Linked DNA regions of Hordeum vulgare: region 2 is linked to region 1. Evidence: chromatin contacts called from public Hi-C data. All regions are on one chromosome and are shown on one strand. The core of a region is the stretch at or near the end of the contact, and the rest is flanking DNA. Distances in the headings are between cores, read along the strand shown.

Region 1 (7,457 bases), core at 743-3,242:
GACTCTGGGGGTCGAGGGGGACGGGACCCTGACCCTGAGTGAGGGGGTCACGTGATACCAACCCCGACCGCGCTCACGAGGGGGGAATATATTGGTTTCGGCCAAAGCGTTGAGGTTCAGAGGTTGAGCTCTTCCCTTTGCCTGTTTTGTAGAGTGGTAAACTTGATTAGCAGCACCACTGGACTGGAGTACCATCAACCGCTGGGCACCTGTGCTTTCGACTACTACTTACCTGATTCGTTATATTATCGGCAGCAGTAAACAAAGCACGGATGGGTCAGGGTTAAAGTCAAACCCATCTACCGTTGTCCCCCCAATTCGTCGCTAAAATACTCCATTACATCTCTCCCCAACGCAGCAGCGTGCGTAGCCTTGTGGACCAACCTCAGTTTTACTACTACAAAAAATGTACGTAGGAAATAATTTGTTTTGTAGGCAATGTACTGTACAGTAACATGTCAGGACGTATGTATGTATGTATATACGGTATGTCTAGACCTCGATCGATGCACATATATACTGTACACACACACACACGTATATCTAGGGCATGCTCCTACTAGAAGGCGTGTCCAGGAAGCTTCTCTGCGTAAGCTCCATGGCCGGCTCCATGCCCCCATCCGTTTCACGACTTGTATCATGGCAAGACAACAAAATGTGTCCGTACACGCATTAAAGAGGAACTGCAAACGCAAAGCACAGCATGGTCCCCATCGCAGCCATGCGGGTTGGTACTACTACTTGGTAGCCCCTCTTCGAGAAACTAATTGCAGAGAAATGGGTTGGAGCTCCTCAAGTGAAGACTGGCGAGGGAACACATGATTGGGGTCTGCAAAATATCTCGTAATGAATGTTCTTTATGTCTAATATAACTCCATTTTGGAGGGTAGGAAGTGATTAGTAGGAGGGGCCAGGCCGAGCGCGTAAATGAGATTTGAGAGGGGGGGCTGGCATGCGTGTCTAAACCTACACGAAAATGGGATTTGTCCTGGCGCGTGCATTTATATAGTAGACTGAACTATGATGAGCTCAAAGCTTTTTCATTTGGAATGGAACGGAAGTAGATGGCCAACCTTCTACTCCTATCTATCCATCAGGTACACTGAACTATGCGGGAGTACTACATGGATGAGATACAGACAGTGTGTTGTACTTGTAGTACATCCGTGAGTTGCCAGCGCCCGCTGAGACCATTCGAAAATGTTTTTTGAAAGTCTTCGCCGACTCGGTAAAGATAAAAGCGCAGCTAAGCTAGTCCGGCCTACGCCCTATGGCACTTCAAATTTTGAGCGGCGCACGCTCTCCATGTTTCCTTTCCTAGACTTATTTCTTCCAAGGTGAAAAATGTGTGTTTGGGTGTTCGATTGTACTAGTACTCTACAAATTATGGATGAAACGCCGGTCATAATAAGCCAAAACGGAGCTCGCATTCCTGGCTAAACGCATCAAAACCGACGGAAAAGCAGCATGGCCGTGCTCTCCAAACCGAAAAGCAGACGGGAAACGGCAGCAGAGCAAGTCCCAAAAACGACGAGAGCAGGGGAGGGAGGAGCCAAGCACTCACGAGCAGCGCGCGGACGAGCGCGACGTCCCCGTTGCCGGCGGCGAGGAAGAGCGGCGAGACGTCGGCGCGGATCTCCTCCCGCGACGCGCGCAGCTCGGCGGCGGCGCCCTCCCGCAGCGCCGCCTCCGCCACCCGGCGCGCGTCGAGCCACACCACCCCGGCGTAGTTCACGTCCGCGCGCCCGGACGCGAGCAGCTCGCCCGCCTCCCTGGAGTCGCCGCGCGCCACCGCCTCCACGAGCCGCTGGGAGGCCGCCGCCGCCGCGTCGGCCTGGTCCTCCGCCACCGGCCAGACCTGCCGGCCGCCGGCGATCGCCGCCGGGCGCAGCAGCACCGCCATTCTAGAAGCTTGCTCCTGTTGACGGACGGCGTACGGAGCTCCACTCTGCTTCGATCTCTTCCGTGTCTGTCTCTCGGCAGGGTGGGGAAGACTTGAAAGGGGGAGGGCGCGACGGGAGCTCGCCGAGGCGTCATATATAGTGGGCTCTTGATGGGGGTAAAGTAACTGCGCGGTGAATTGGGTGTGGGGGTCCACGAGTAAGTGTGATGCGCGGCTGATACGGGTGGGGTAGAGCGTGAATGAATATCACACGACCCTCGCGCGGCTTGGTTCCGGCTCAGGCTCAGGCTCCGGCTCAGGCTCGGCCCTGGATGAGAGAGAGAGAGTGTGTGACAAGTGGATCTGGTATATGTAAGATTTGGTGGTAATACGCTGTATAAGTTTTTTGGACTACGGCGTATAAGTTTTTTTAGTCTACGGACTTTAGAATATAGACATACTTTAGAGTATAAGTTTACTTATTTTTTTTATGTAATTTATAATAAAATCTTTAAAAAAATACTTATATTTCAAAATAGAGGGAGTATAAAGTTGAAGGTTTGGATGCCGTGTCGAGAGATTAGAACAAAACATGTGCTTTTCTTTGGACAAAATGGCAGCGCCAAAAGCGCCTTCATTGATATCAAGCATACATTACATGTGTGATAATACAATGTCTAATATTCATCTAAGTATTTTTGCAGGGTTAAGGGAATTTCATTGCTCAACAAGGAGGGAGGTTGCCGTGGTTTGTCACGGCAGATGTCCTTCTGAGAGGACTTAGTGATGGGGGCATCGCAACCATGTGGCGACTCAAAGGGGTTATAGGGAGCAAGAGACGATTTTAACGAGGTTCGGCCTCTCTCATCGAGGTAAAATCTTACGTCCTGCTTTGTGTATAATTATGTGCAAATCGATTACAAGGGTGCGGATTCGTCTGGCCTAGCTCTCAATTAGTGATAACTTAACCCTATCAGACCTAGAGATCCGTCTTTATATACAGGTCGAGGCCCTAGGATTACAAGAGTTCGGGTCACGTATAATTCGTGACTTGACATATCTTTAACTCGCCTTACTTTTATCGCAAGGAAACTTCTCGAGGCCCTTCTTCTATATGGGCCATAAGTCGTCATCTTTATGTCTTGGGCTACAACCGGCTCTTCTGGCTTCACCTTGTGCCTTGTGCTTGATAAGTCATGGCCCGTCTTGAACATGAATGTTTGAGCCGCCATCATCTTGACCCGGCCTCTTAGGAGGGTCTCATGGCGGGATAATATCTCCAACATTAGGCCTTAGATTGACTTGAACTCGTTCACGTTTATAAACCTTTCTCGTATTCTTGGCGGCTCACACATAATCCAAACTTGTCTTCCAATGGAAGAAACATCGGCTTGTAATATCCTTTTGGTCTCCTCTTCCATTTGTTGATGATGTCAGCTATCCCGAGATGTTAGGGATCTTTATGGCATCACTCCAACGGCTCCTTTAGCTTATTCGTTTGGCCCGACAATCGAGGCGCCATCAACTCTGAAATTTACTACGACTCCTAGATTCCCACGCCTGCCTTTTCCATTTCCGCTCCGGCCTTTAAATACCAACAAGGATATCTATTTTACTTTTACCCTGCTCCTCTTCTTCGTCTTCTACCTCGAGCTCGAGCCCGCATCGCATCGTCGCCGCACATCCCATCGTCAAGCTCTCCGGTACGAGGGCTCCGCCGTCGCGCGTCTTCTACTTCGAACCGCGAACCTTTTCCACCTCCGTCAATGCCATCAGGTAAGCCTTTTGTTTCTTGTACTGGATCTGCTTAGGTCGCTCACTGTAGTTTAACAGAGTTCATAGGGTTCATCCTATATTCATCGCCATTACAGATCTATTTGATTCCTTGATGAAAATCTTCCCCAACGATAGGTTGCGGGAAAAGTAGAGATCTAAATCTCGCATAAACTTCCTGGATATTTTACGTAAACCTCATGAATACTATCTGTTGCTACCCCATATTTTACTGTCGTCTAGGACTACTAGATTCCTTTTTGCGTACCATTGGTAGATCCGTCTTTCTGTACACTTTGGTAGAAAACTATTTGTCTAGTACTTAGTGGAATCTGATATCACATTTCCTTCATAAGTCATTTTCACCCTCACGACGACTTGTTAAATATTTTGCAACTCGCCATCTCTATGAACCACCTTTTCATTAAGGCGACTCAAGTATTGTGAACTTCCTCATTGTTTGTATCTCGAACTCCTCGCTTCCTCAAACAATTTTTGTTCGTTAGAATAACCCGCCAATCATACTTATGCAGCCTGTTTCCTTCCTGAACCTGTCGGCATGTTGGAACCATCAAAAAGTGAATGGTTGCCCTCAGAAATTGGTGATGCCGCCCTGCAGCGATGCGTGTCAGTAGGAACTTTGTCTTCTAAGGAGATGATCGGATGGAGAGCCGCCGCTGGAGAGGTACGGCCTCAACCCGCCGAAGGAGAGGTTGTGGTTTTCACTGATCATCTAGAACAAGGCTTCTCTCCCCCTGGTTCAAAATTCTTTCGGGACGCTCTCAACTTCTACAACCTCCACCCCCAAGAACTAGGTCCCAACTCAATCAGTAATTTATTTCAGTTTCAAGTCTTCTGCGAGGCGTACCTAGGGATAGAACCCACCGTTACCTTATTTAGGGAGTTCTTCTATTTGAATCGCCAGACAGAATGGGCTGATGGCCCCAGCTTAGAACTCGGTGGAGTCACAATCCAGATGCAGCGTGAGTGCGATTTTCCTGCTGTCACCTTGCCCAGTCACCCCAAGGGCTAGGGGAAAGCTTGGTTTTATTGCAATAATACCGCACCTGCTCAGCAAAATCCTCTCTCGGGTTACTGAGAAGAGCGTCTTCCAATGGATTTCTAGCTCCCCGGTGCACTGACCCTGGAAGAACAAGCCGCCCACACTTTTGTCTGGGAAAAACTTAGAGCTTTGAACGCCAATGGCTTGATCGGTGTTGACTTGATCCGATGGTGGGTGGAATGGCGTATTATGCCCTTAAGCCGCCGAGATGGACTGATGTGCTATTATAACGGCGACTTAAACAATTCTCAACACTTCACCAATGTAATGCTTGACTCTTAAGAAGTTAATAGCCTTGTGAAGAAGCTATGTGGTGAGCCCGAAGAAGTATGTTCAAAAATTGGTTTGAAACCATTCTGCATCCAGAATCCGGCTCGTGAGGTAAATATATTCAACCATCACCCGCCTTATTTGGTATTTTCTTTGATCTTTGGAGAATTAACTTCCCCTCTTTTATACTGCTACAGGACAACGCGCCCTTCTAGAAACGTAGACCAACCAAGCCACCCGTTAAAAAGGTCAAGACTGCCGCAAAGAAGAAGAAGAAAACCAAAACAGGTGCAGGCGAGTCATCCGTTGTGGGCGAGTCACAGAACATTGAAGAACTTTCTGAGCTAAATGTCTAGATTGTCCCCTTAGTGCGTCACATGTTGTTCTAATCATTTAATTTATTCACAGGGGGATGACGTTGAAAGTGATGCTGAAGATGCTAAGGTAATTTCAATATCTTGTGACTCAAATATTTCCTTGGAAAGACCTCCAAGACAGGTTTCTAGGAAAGTTCCTATGAATCATCCATATGCTCATTTGGATCCTTAACTTCCTTTTGAAGAAGGCTTTATATACTCCAAAACGCCACACCCATAGCTCCTCAGGTGATCTTATGGAGGGTCTTCCTGAGAAAACCTCTAGTCGTAAACGCTACACTCTCGTGCTTTCTCTTTCTTTATCAACTGTACCCTGTTTGTCAATTGCTCAAACTCACAAGATTTCCCACTGTAATAGGTGTCTCCTCGTTCATCTGGCGATTCAGCGTCTTCAAAATTGCCACCCCTTGTTCGTCTCCCAGGGTACATCACTACTTGTTTTATTAGCAGTTGCTTCAATACTTTACATGTCATTATAAATACCTCAACTTTTCTTTTTAGGGCTCAAGCGAAGAAAAAGGAAAACCGACAGGTCAGTCCAAAATAATGAAGCACCCGAAGTGGAGGAAACAGATGCCTCTATCTGTGATGCTCCGGTTGAACTAGTTGAAACTTATGTTGAACCTCCTGAGAGTAGTGCTATGGATAATATCCCTCACATTCAAGTCGACCGAGCAGAAACTGACAATGCGACCGTGGACCCGAGTCAGAGAGAAAACCTCAAACCACCAAGCCCACTGAGGTCATCCAAAGATGCCATGGTTAAAGAAGAAGTTGTCGTCATTACTGGGACATGTCACATGACGCCCGTCTTTAATGTGTTGGCTAAACATACTGCCAAGGATGTCTTAACCAAAATAGAAAAAGGGAAAGCTAAACTTGAGCTTCCCAATATTGAGAAACTGGACTTTGAAGAACTGCATGCGGGATATCTAAACTACCTCTCCATAAGCCGCGACATGGAAGTTGGCCTCGTAAATATGATGAAGAAAAGATACGAGGTATGGTGTTGTGTAATAAATTACTCCATATATCCCCGTGTAGCCCCCAAGGGTCGGGTCATCTTCTTGAAGATGAGCCGGGTCTTGGTTTATTAACCTTGACAATTTCAACATGTAGCCCCCAAGGGCCGGGTCATCTTCTTGAAGATGAGCGGGGTCTTGTTTAATAACCTTGAAAACTTCAATCTGTAGCCTCCAGGGGCCAGATCATCTTCTTGAAGATGAGCCGGGTCTTGTTTAAAAACCTTGAAAACTTCAACTTGTAGCCCCCAAGGGTCGGGTCATCTTCTTGAAGATGAGCCGGGTCTTGTTTAATAACCTTAAAAACTTCAACCTGTAGGGGCCCGGGTCATCTTCTTGAAGATGATCCGGGTCTTGTTTAATAACCTTCAAAACTTCAACCTGTAGCCCCCAACGGCCAGGTCATCTTCTTGAAGATGAGCCGGGTCTTGTTTAATAACTTTGAAAACTTCAACCTGTAGCCCCCAAGGGCCAGGTCATCTTCTTGAAGATGAGTCGGGTCTTGTTTAATAACCTTGAAAACTTCAACATGTAGCCCCAAGGGCCGGGTCATCTTCTTGAATATGAGCCGGGTCTTGTTTAATAATCTTGAAAAGCTAGTGCGTTAGCCCCCTCTATTGATTGAAAACTCAGATACATGTGTGGATACATAAACAATACAGAGTCCCTAGTAAGCCTCTACTAGATTAGCTCGTTGTTCAAAGATGGTTACGGTTTCCTAACCATAGAAATGAGTTGTCATTTGATAATGGGATCACATCATTAGGAGAATGATGTGATGGACAAGACCCAAACCTTAAGCATAACATTTGATTGTATCACTAAGTTTATTGCTATTGCTTTGTGCATGTCAAGTACGTGTTCCTAAGACCATGAGATCATGCAACTATGTGATACCTGAGTCATGTCTTGTGTGCATCAAACGTCACAATGTAACTAGGTGATTATAAAGATGCTCTATAGGTATCTTCGAGGGTGTCTGTTGAGTTGGCATGGATCGACACTCGGATTTGTCACTTCGTATGACAGAGAGGTATCTGTGGGCCCACATGGTAATACAATATCACAAG
Region 2 (7,853 bases), core at 4,095-6,594, 640 kb before region 1:
AGTTTAGCCATTGTAATCAGCGTTTTACATCTTTTGCTTACATCTTCAACATGTAGCCATTGTGGTTGGCATTTGTCAGCCAGTATAGGAAAAGAGTTCAAGGCTGTAAAAGTAGTACCTCTGTTTCTAAATGTAAGACGTTTTGGCAGTTTAAATTGAACTGCTAAAACGTCTTATATTTAGGAACAAGAGGCTGTATGCTTGAACATCCGTTATCAATGGGCCAAACATAACCATAAAGTGATCCCACTGGCTTACGGCAACCTAATAATTTATTATATTGTTTGTCAACAGAAATAACTTTTGTTTTATTATTTGGTCTTATGTTCGGCACACACAACTACAAATCCTTAACATATGAGGCATCTCATTCTCAAGAGTTTTGATGAACCTGTTTCCCTTTTGTCATGCAGGTAGGTATAGAAGAACATTCCTTTTGCCGCGAACCACAAATATTATGTAGGATGGTAGATTAAACCAAACGCTCTTGTAAACTGTAAAAGGAAAGGAACTATTTATGTGTACGAGGCCATCCTATTCTTTCTTTCTTTTTTGACCCCAACTTTTTTGGGGTCGACAACGAGGGGTGGTACATGCTACTTATTCCACACAAATTCACAGATAATACATGATAGTTCTTCTCATGAGCCTTTTGGCTAAACTAAGTGTACTCAGTGTTGTATCAACGGTATAAATCCATTTGTACTTGCCATTATTGAAGGCTGCATATCTGATTTTCCTGACGAGCGCTCAGTGCTTTGCTCAGTATCTGCCCATAAACGTTTCTTGACGGCGTATTCAAGAATTCATCTGATTAACCAATTAACTTGCCGATTAATCCCTGCTCATAGGGTCACCGAATAGCCGATAAACTGAAAAATCATTCGATTAATTGATTAGATGGCTGATTAACTTGCCAAAATCATTTGATTAATTGATTAAATGGCTGATTAACTTGCCAATTGGCCCATTAATCTCCTACTCGCGAGCCAAAAGACAGGTACCAGTTAACGATTCCTCACCAATGCTTGATGCAAACAACAGAAGAGAAAACAATACTATCATCTTATACATGTGCGTGTGTTTCAGAATGAGCATGAACAAATAGAATGCTTCTGGCGACGGGCTACAGGTTTTCTCGCGTGGCAAAGACTGCTACTCAAACATGGCTTGCAAGCTTACGAAGTTCATATCACACATACTGTACATAACTTCCAAAAAAGTAACTCCCTCTATAAAGACCACTAACTATAGTGATCTAAACGCTCTTATACTTCTTTACGGAGGGAGTACAATAGTAGAGGCAACTGGACATGCACGGTGGAAGAAGCACCGGGCAACGGCAACATGTTGACATCATCAGACCACGCCCTGCTGGTCCCGCACGACGGCGTAGTTGATCACGCGGGCGATGGTGCCCATGGACGGCCGGTAGGTTGGGTCGTACTGGAGGCATTGCACTGCGATTCTCCCTAGCTGCAGGGGGAGACAATTCACACGGAACCAGAATTCTCAGGGCTGGTTAGAATTCTCAGGGCTGGTTAGACAGGGAGAGAGACCGACCTTGAGCGCTCCGGTGGCAGGGTACTTGTCGCCGAGCCTCGGGTCGATGCATTCCTGAGCTCTGTCTTCAGTCAGCAGCGGAGACGCCTGCAGGTACATCCATCGATAGGAGCAGGAGGCCCATCAAACTTTGATTGAGAACGGAATGGAAAAAACGCAAATGTGTTTGCCACGGTAACTTTAATTTTGTCTTGCTCAGAAGCTGGTTGGACCCTTTGAGAATGTTGTACATTCCGGCATGATGTATTGTGTGATGGCAGGAAAAGAAGAAAAATACTAAGGGCCAATTCTTTTGATAGCTTTTTTGGGCTTCTAGAATAAGCTGCCCCCTACCCAGCTTATTCTAGAAGGCCAACTAAAAATATTTGATTGGGCTTATAGATTAAGCTGCATAGGGCCGGAAATTGCTTTTGGCTCCCGAGCTCCATGGAGGCTTTTAAATTTGAAACTCAAATTTCATGAAAATTCGTATTTTTATATTTCAAAAAATTCTGAAAAAAATACAGGGATAAGTGAAGGCGTAACACACATGTGTGTAAATTTTCAGAAAAAAATACATTGAAATGAGGGCTGTGCAAAAAAGACAAATCTGAGGCTTTTTTACACATGACACTATTCATCGTTTCAGGCCATGAATTTGTCCTTTTTGTGCAGATCGTATTTCAAGGTATTTCATCCTAAATTTTTGCACACATACACATAACATCCTTCTTTACTTCCATATTTTTTTCAGATTTTTTTGAAACCGAAAAATTTGAATTTTAAATTATTCAAAAATTTCGGCCTCCATGGAGGCCGAGCTCCAAACGTCCGCACTCGCATAGGGCAGCTTATTTCAACTTATTCTAGAAGCTACCAAAAGAACTGACCCTAAGTTACCGGGCATTAAATTCAACTGATATACTGATATTAGGGCCAAGTTTTTTTATGGCTTAAAAAATAAGCTCCCTCTTTGTAGCTTAAAAGGTAAACCGTTTTCATAAATTTACCGAGACTCTAAATTAGTTAGAGTTTTGCTAAAACTCATTCCAATGAGAAACAAATTGGCATCATTCACTTTTTCAATGTAGGGCATCCTTTCTGTTTTTTTTCTTTCCTTTTCTTTTTCTATGTAACAGTTGCAACCTGACCGACACGGCTGCAACTACAACCTGTGATACCCAACTGTAAACGCTTTGTGTTAAGTCTAGTAGTTGCAACCGACCCGACACGACCACAACTGCAAAACGTAAGGCGCGAACGGAATCTGCTTTTTTCCTTTTTTTCTTGTTGTACTAGTTGCAACCGCAGTGACACGGCTGCAACTGCAACCAAGCACACCCAACCGCAACCGCAACGAGCGGGGTGATGGAGGGCATCATTTTTTTTTCTATTTCTATGCAGCAGTCGCAACCTAACCGACATGGCTGCAACTACAACCTGTGGATACCCAACTGTAAACGCTTGTACTAAGGCTAGTAGTTGCAACCGGTCCGATACGACCGCAACTGCAAGACGTAAGGTGCGAACAGAACCTGCTTTTTTCCTTTTTTGTTGTTGTAGTAATTGCAACCGTAGTGACACGGCTGTAACTGCAACCAAGCACACCCAACCGCAACCGCAACAAGCGGGGTGATGGAGGGCATCCTTTTTTTTTTTCTTTTTCTATGTAGCAGTTGCAACCTAACCGACACGGCCGCAACTGCAACCTGTGATACCCAACTGCAAATGCTTGTCCTAAGGCTAGTAGTTGAAACCGACCCCGACACGATCGCAACTGAAAGACGTAAGGTGCGACAACAACCTGTTTTTTTTTTCTTTTTTGTTGTTGTAGTAGTTGCAACCGTAGCGAAAAGGGCCTATTACCCAGGACAAAAAACCCACAAGACAAAAAAAATTGAGCTTTTTTTGGACAAACAAAAGTTGAAAAAAAATCTAACAAACCCATAAAAACCGACAACCAAGGACAAAGAACTAGCAACACAAAACAAAATAACTGGGTTTCTTTTTGTTTATGGGACTGCCACCTCATCCGGACAGGAAAAACTGCCACCTCATCCGATCGAGACCAATTGTTTTCTCAGTCGAATGAGATCCAGGCGCTTCCAATTAGTTATCCCATGATTAGCTTAGAAGCCCCAATAAATAAGAAAGAAAGACGGCTTATTTCTTGAACTGCCAAAAGAACTAACCCTAGAGTTTGTTTGTCAGAAAGAAAATAACCATTAGTCTGCATCAAGTGTCTGTTAATTTTTTTCACCGGTTGATTATTGACAGTTTATCAGCTTGACGAATAGTAGGATGATTATGGGACTGAGAAGCATTGCTCACCCAGTTGACTAGGCTGCGCTGCCCCTGCGGCAACGTACGATCCAGCGGCTTCCTCCCAGTCAAGAGTTCCAGAAGGACAATGCCGAAACTGTACACGTCGCTCTTGTTCGTCATCTGACCACTCATCGCGTACCTGAATGCATTCAGTTCTTTCAGAAACCAAGCAAATTAAGCAATCGACACGTTCGTCAAATTCGAATTCGTAACAGGACGCCGGCGGCGAGCTGGTATGAGATGACAGATGATCGAGGAGGGCGGGGCACGTACTCCGGCGCCTGGTACCCGAAGGAGCCGAGCGTGTGCGTGGAGCGGTTGAGCCGCGCCATGTCGGCGGCCTGGCTGAACATGTTGTAGTCGGCGATCTTGGCCCTCATGCCGTCAAAGAGCAGCACGTTGGTGGAGCGCACGTCCTTGTGGATCACCGGCGGCGACACCTTCTCGTGCAGGTACTCCAGCCCCCTCGCCGCGTCCAGCGCGATCTGCACCCGGTGCTCCCAGCTCAGCACCGGCCTCTCCTCCACTTCCTCCCGCGACCCCACGCCCTCCCTCGGCCCTGCCATATTGGTCCATCCATGGCGTCGTGTGTCAGTGTATTCTATTGTAGCTCAAGGTCGAGAATGGAGGTGGGCTCGTGCGTACCGTGCAGGGCGTCGTGGAGGGTGCCCATGGTGGCGAACTCGTAGACGAGCACGCGGAGGTCGCCGCTTATGGTGTAGCCGAGCAGCCGGACGAAGTTCTCGTGCCGCAGCTTGGACGCCACCGACAGCTGCCGGCGGAAGACGTCGTTGGAGGCGTGCTTGGACTTCTTCTCCAGCTTCTTCACCACGGCGAGCCTCGCGCTCCGCAGCGTCACCTTGTACACCTTGGCGTACGACCCCTCCCCGATCAGCTTCTCCCTGTCGAAGGAGCCGGTCAGCTCGTTCACCTCCCGGAGCGCCACCGCCGGCACCTCGATGGCGCCCGGCTCCTCTTCCGGCGCCGGACCGCCGCCGCGTGATCGTTTCCCCTTCGCTGCACACGACCAAACCAAAATTTATATACTTAGATTACATGCACGGGAAATTACTGGCAGATGGAGCGACCGAAGAACTCTGGATCACTTAATTACCGGGCTCCATGGGGTAGGAGTAGAGGTCGTCGGGCGCCTTCCTCCCGACGCAGGACAGGCAACCGAGGTTGCTGCCATCGGCGAACAGGCTCTTGACGCTCTCCCACCAACTCATCGCCGGCCGGCGGCACACCGCAGAAGAAGAAAGAGAGAGGGGCTAGTGCTGGTGCAGCTTTGAAAGGAAGCTTGAGGCGACTGACTCACTGACTGACTAGTTGTTGCTGTTGTCCGCTCTTGTATCGCACGGAATCTATCGACACCCAGGTGCTGAAATTTTCCTGCCTACCGGCCTGTGGACGACATCGCTGCAAGGAAGCTTACGGCGACATGGGTGGGAAGTAGTGGACGAAGTTCCGAGGCTGGGAAACGGTCGAGCAGGTGATATGTAGGAGTAGAATGTAGTCCAGTCGCTGGGAATAGCTTGACATCTCGCCGCAGATTTCCTCGCGTGCGGGGGACCCGCCCGGGGAACGTACGATTAGTACAGGGCAGTTGGACCGAGACCGAGTCTCCGATGTAGCTAGCTTCATGCACCCCCAATGCCAACGCCACAATGGTTAGCTCGGTCACAGGACCTCACATACCCGCCTGAGACGTCCGGACGGGCTGTCTGCTCCGACGAATTTTGAAGTCCAACCGGACTCTTCATAGGCAGGGTAAGGGCAACTCCAACGGTCGATTCAAACAGACGGCGATTTTATCCGTTTTTTTTGTCCGTTTGGGATGGCCAAACCGACACGAACGTCCGTTTTGACGTTTGGGTCGGCGCATGCGCCCATCGCTGGCTCGACCCATTTTTACCGACGTGCATCAAACATGCATAATTAAACATAAAAGTCGTTCACGAAGGCCAACGAGAGTCCATGCGTTACATTATTTATGAAAAAAAAAAAACCTAGATGTCCTCGCCGGCGGCGGCGAGGTCGGGCTGTGCCGGAGCGGGTGTTAGAGCATATATCTCCATATGTGGTTTTGGTAATTGATGACAATTCTTATGGACTAATGGTTGCCTTAAGTTACATTTATAGGATTTGTCCATAGGCACTTCTTGAAGTCCATCTGTTGGGTTCAAGGAGTTTATATGATGACCAAATTGGTATTCAAGTTATTATCCAAAGAATGGTCATAGAGACGCATGGTTGATCAAGATCTCAGACAAAGAGTAAATCAAGATGATCAACACACAAAGCATACAAGATGTACCGAGAGGGATCAAGTGATCCCATGGTATGGTAAGCATTGTCCATTATGTGTTTGTGTACTAACCCATGGTCTTCGTGAGAGTTCTATGTGGGGGTTAGGTGTGTTTCCATGGGCTTGCGTCAAAGGGAAGATCTCATACAACCCATGAAGTATGACGTCAAGTTGTGATCGTCATCAAGATTGCGATGTGCAAGTTCAAGTGGATCAGCACGAAGATATCATGCTTGAAGCTTGCCGTCCATTGTGGTGGCAATGGACTTGTGAAGATATGCTGAAGAGTGGCTCACCCATAGTGAGTATGGGGGAGCAATCAACTAGTCTTCATCAAGCCAACGCAATCAAGAAAGGTGGTCCATCTTGAGGAAGCCAAGATCATCATCATCTAGCTCAAGAGGACGAGGTGCAAGGTATAAGTTTGCCCTTGATAGGTTTTCTGTTTAGGATAGATTGATGTACTATCAAGGGGGGCTCTCAAGTGAGTAGCTTGATCGTATCGTTCGTTGAGAGCTCAAACCATTTGCATCCTTGCATCATACTTCTTGGTTCTTGTTTGGTGTTTCTCTTTGTGAGTTTTAGAGCTTATGGTCATCTTCGTGACAAGCTCGAGTTCATCGAAAACGGAGTCCATATGCATCTACTATGATGTTTTCGATGTTGGAGTTTTTGCCGGTTCTTCATTCATAGAGGACTCACATCTCTATATCATTGGCATTTTCATATCTGCATGGTCTTAAGATTTCCAACAAGCTCTTGTCGTCCTGAATCCAACAAGCTTGGATTTGCTCGATTCGGAGCTCGTATGCGAAAGCTATGGTTGTTTCAGTGGCGAGCGGTAGTACCGCTGGACCTAGCGGTAGTACCGCTAGAGCTGGCGGTAGTACCGCTGTCCCAGCGGTAGTACCGCCCCTGGCCAGTGGTGGTACCGCTCCAAGTTTTTAGTACCGTCATCTTTGCGGTTGTACTGCGTCGGACATTTTTGCGAAGACTTTCTTGGTGGTGGTTGGCCCGGTAGTATCTTTGCGCTACCATGAGCTCAGCGGTAGTACCACTGCAACCAGCGGTAGTACTGCTGGAGGGTCAGCGGTAGTACCGCTGTAGCCAGCGGTAGTACCGTCGGAGGGTCAGCGGTAGTACCGCTGGAGGGTCAGCGGTGGTACCGCTGGAGCCAGCGGTAGTACCGCTGGGCTCGGGCTGTAAGTGGGGGTAACGGTCTGATTCCTTCCCCCACTATATAATGGGGGTCTTCTTCTCCCTTGGCCTAATCTATCCGTTGAGCTCTTGTTCTACCTCCATTGTTGACATTCTTAGAGCTTGCTTACTCTCAATCCCTCCAATGATTCTTGCTTGTTCTTGAGGGAAAAGAGAGAGGAGATCTAGATCCACATCTCCACCAATCACTTTCTCCTCTATGTGAGGGAAACCCCTTGGATCTAGATCTTGGAGTTCTTTGTGAGCTCCTTGTTCTTCCTCTCATATTTCTCCATAGCTTTCGTTGTTGTTGAGGGATTTGAGTGTGAGGGACTTGACCACTTTGTGTGTTCTTGCCATTGCATTGGTTGCATTGGTTTGAGTTCTCCACGGTGATACGTGGAAGTGAAGTTTGAGAAGCTTATTACCTTTGGTACTTAGTACCCTAGATATTGTTCTCCTTGGATGCTTTGGCGTCCTA

The links. A called contact is a pair of places that touch in the nucleus more often than the background predicts.
Region 2: a Hi-C map of leaf shows a contact between it and region 1, with 5 times the contacts expected there. The contact joins the promoter of LOC123427086 here to the promoter of LOC123427084 in region 1. A contact is called at or near these places in 2 of 6 Hi-C or Micro-C datasets (leaf and seedling).

What each region holds. Positions count from the first base shown.
Region 1 is chr2H:537,859,498-537,866,954 of MorexV3_pseudomolecules_assembly, reverse strand. It overlaps LOC123427084 (ankyrin-3), which reads right to left and starts at 1,992. Exons shown (of 4, transcript XM_045111037.1): 1 at 1,565-1,992. The coding sequence starts at 1,903.
Region 2 is chr2H:538,500,531-538,508,383 of MorexV3_pseudomolecules_assembly, reverse strand. LOC123427086 (PTI1-like tyrosine-protein kinase 3) reads right to left here and starts at 5,344. Exons shown (of 6, transcript XM_045111039.1): 1 at 4,982-5,344; 2 at 4,513-4,884; 3 at 4,141-4,426; 4 at 3,874-4,006; 5 at 1,564-1,650; 6 at 1,044-1,476. The coding sequence starts at 5,096. The coding sequence ends at 1,360. LOC123427087 (CMP-sialic acid transporter 4) reads left to right here. Exons shown (of 16, transcript XM_045111040.1): 16 at 414-715.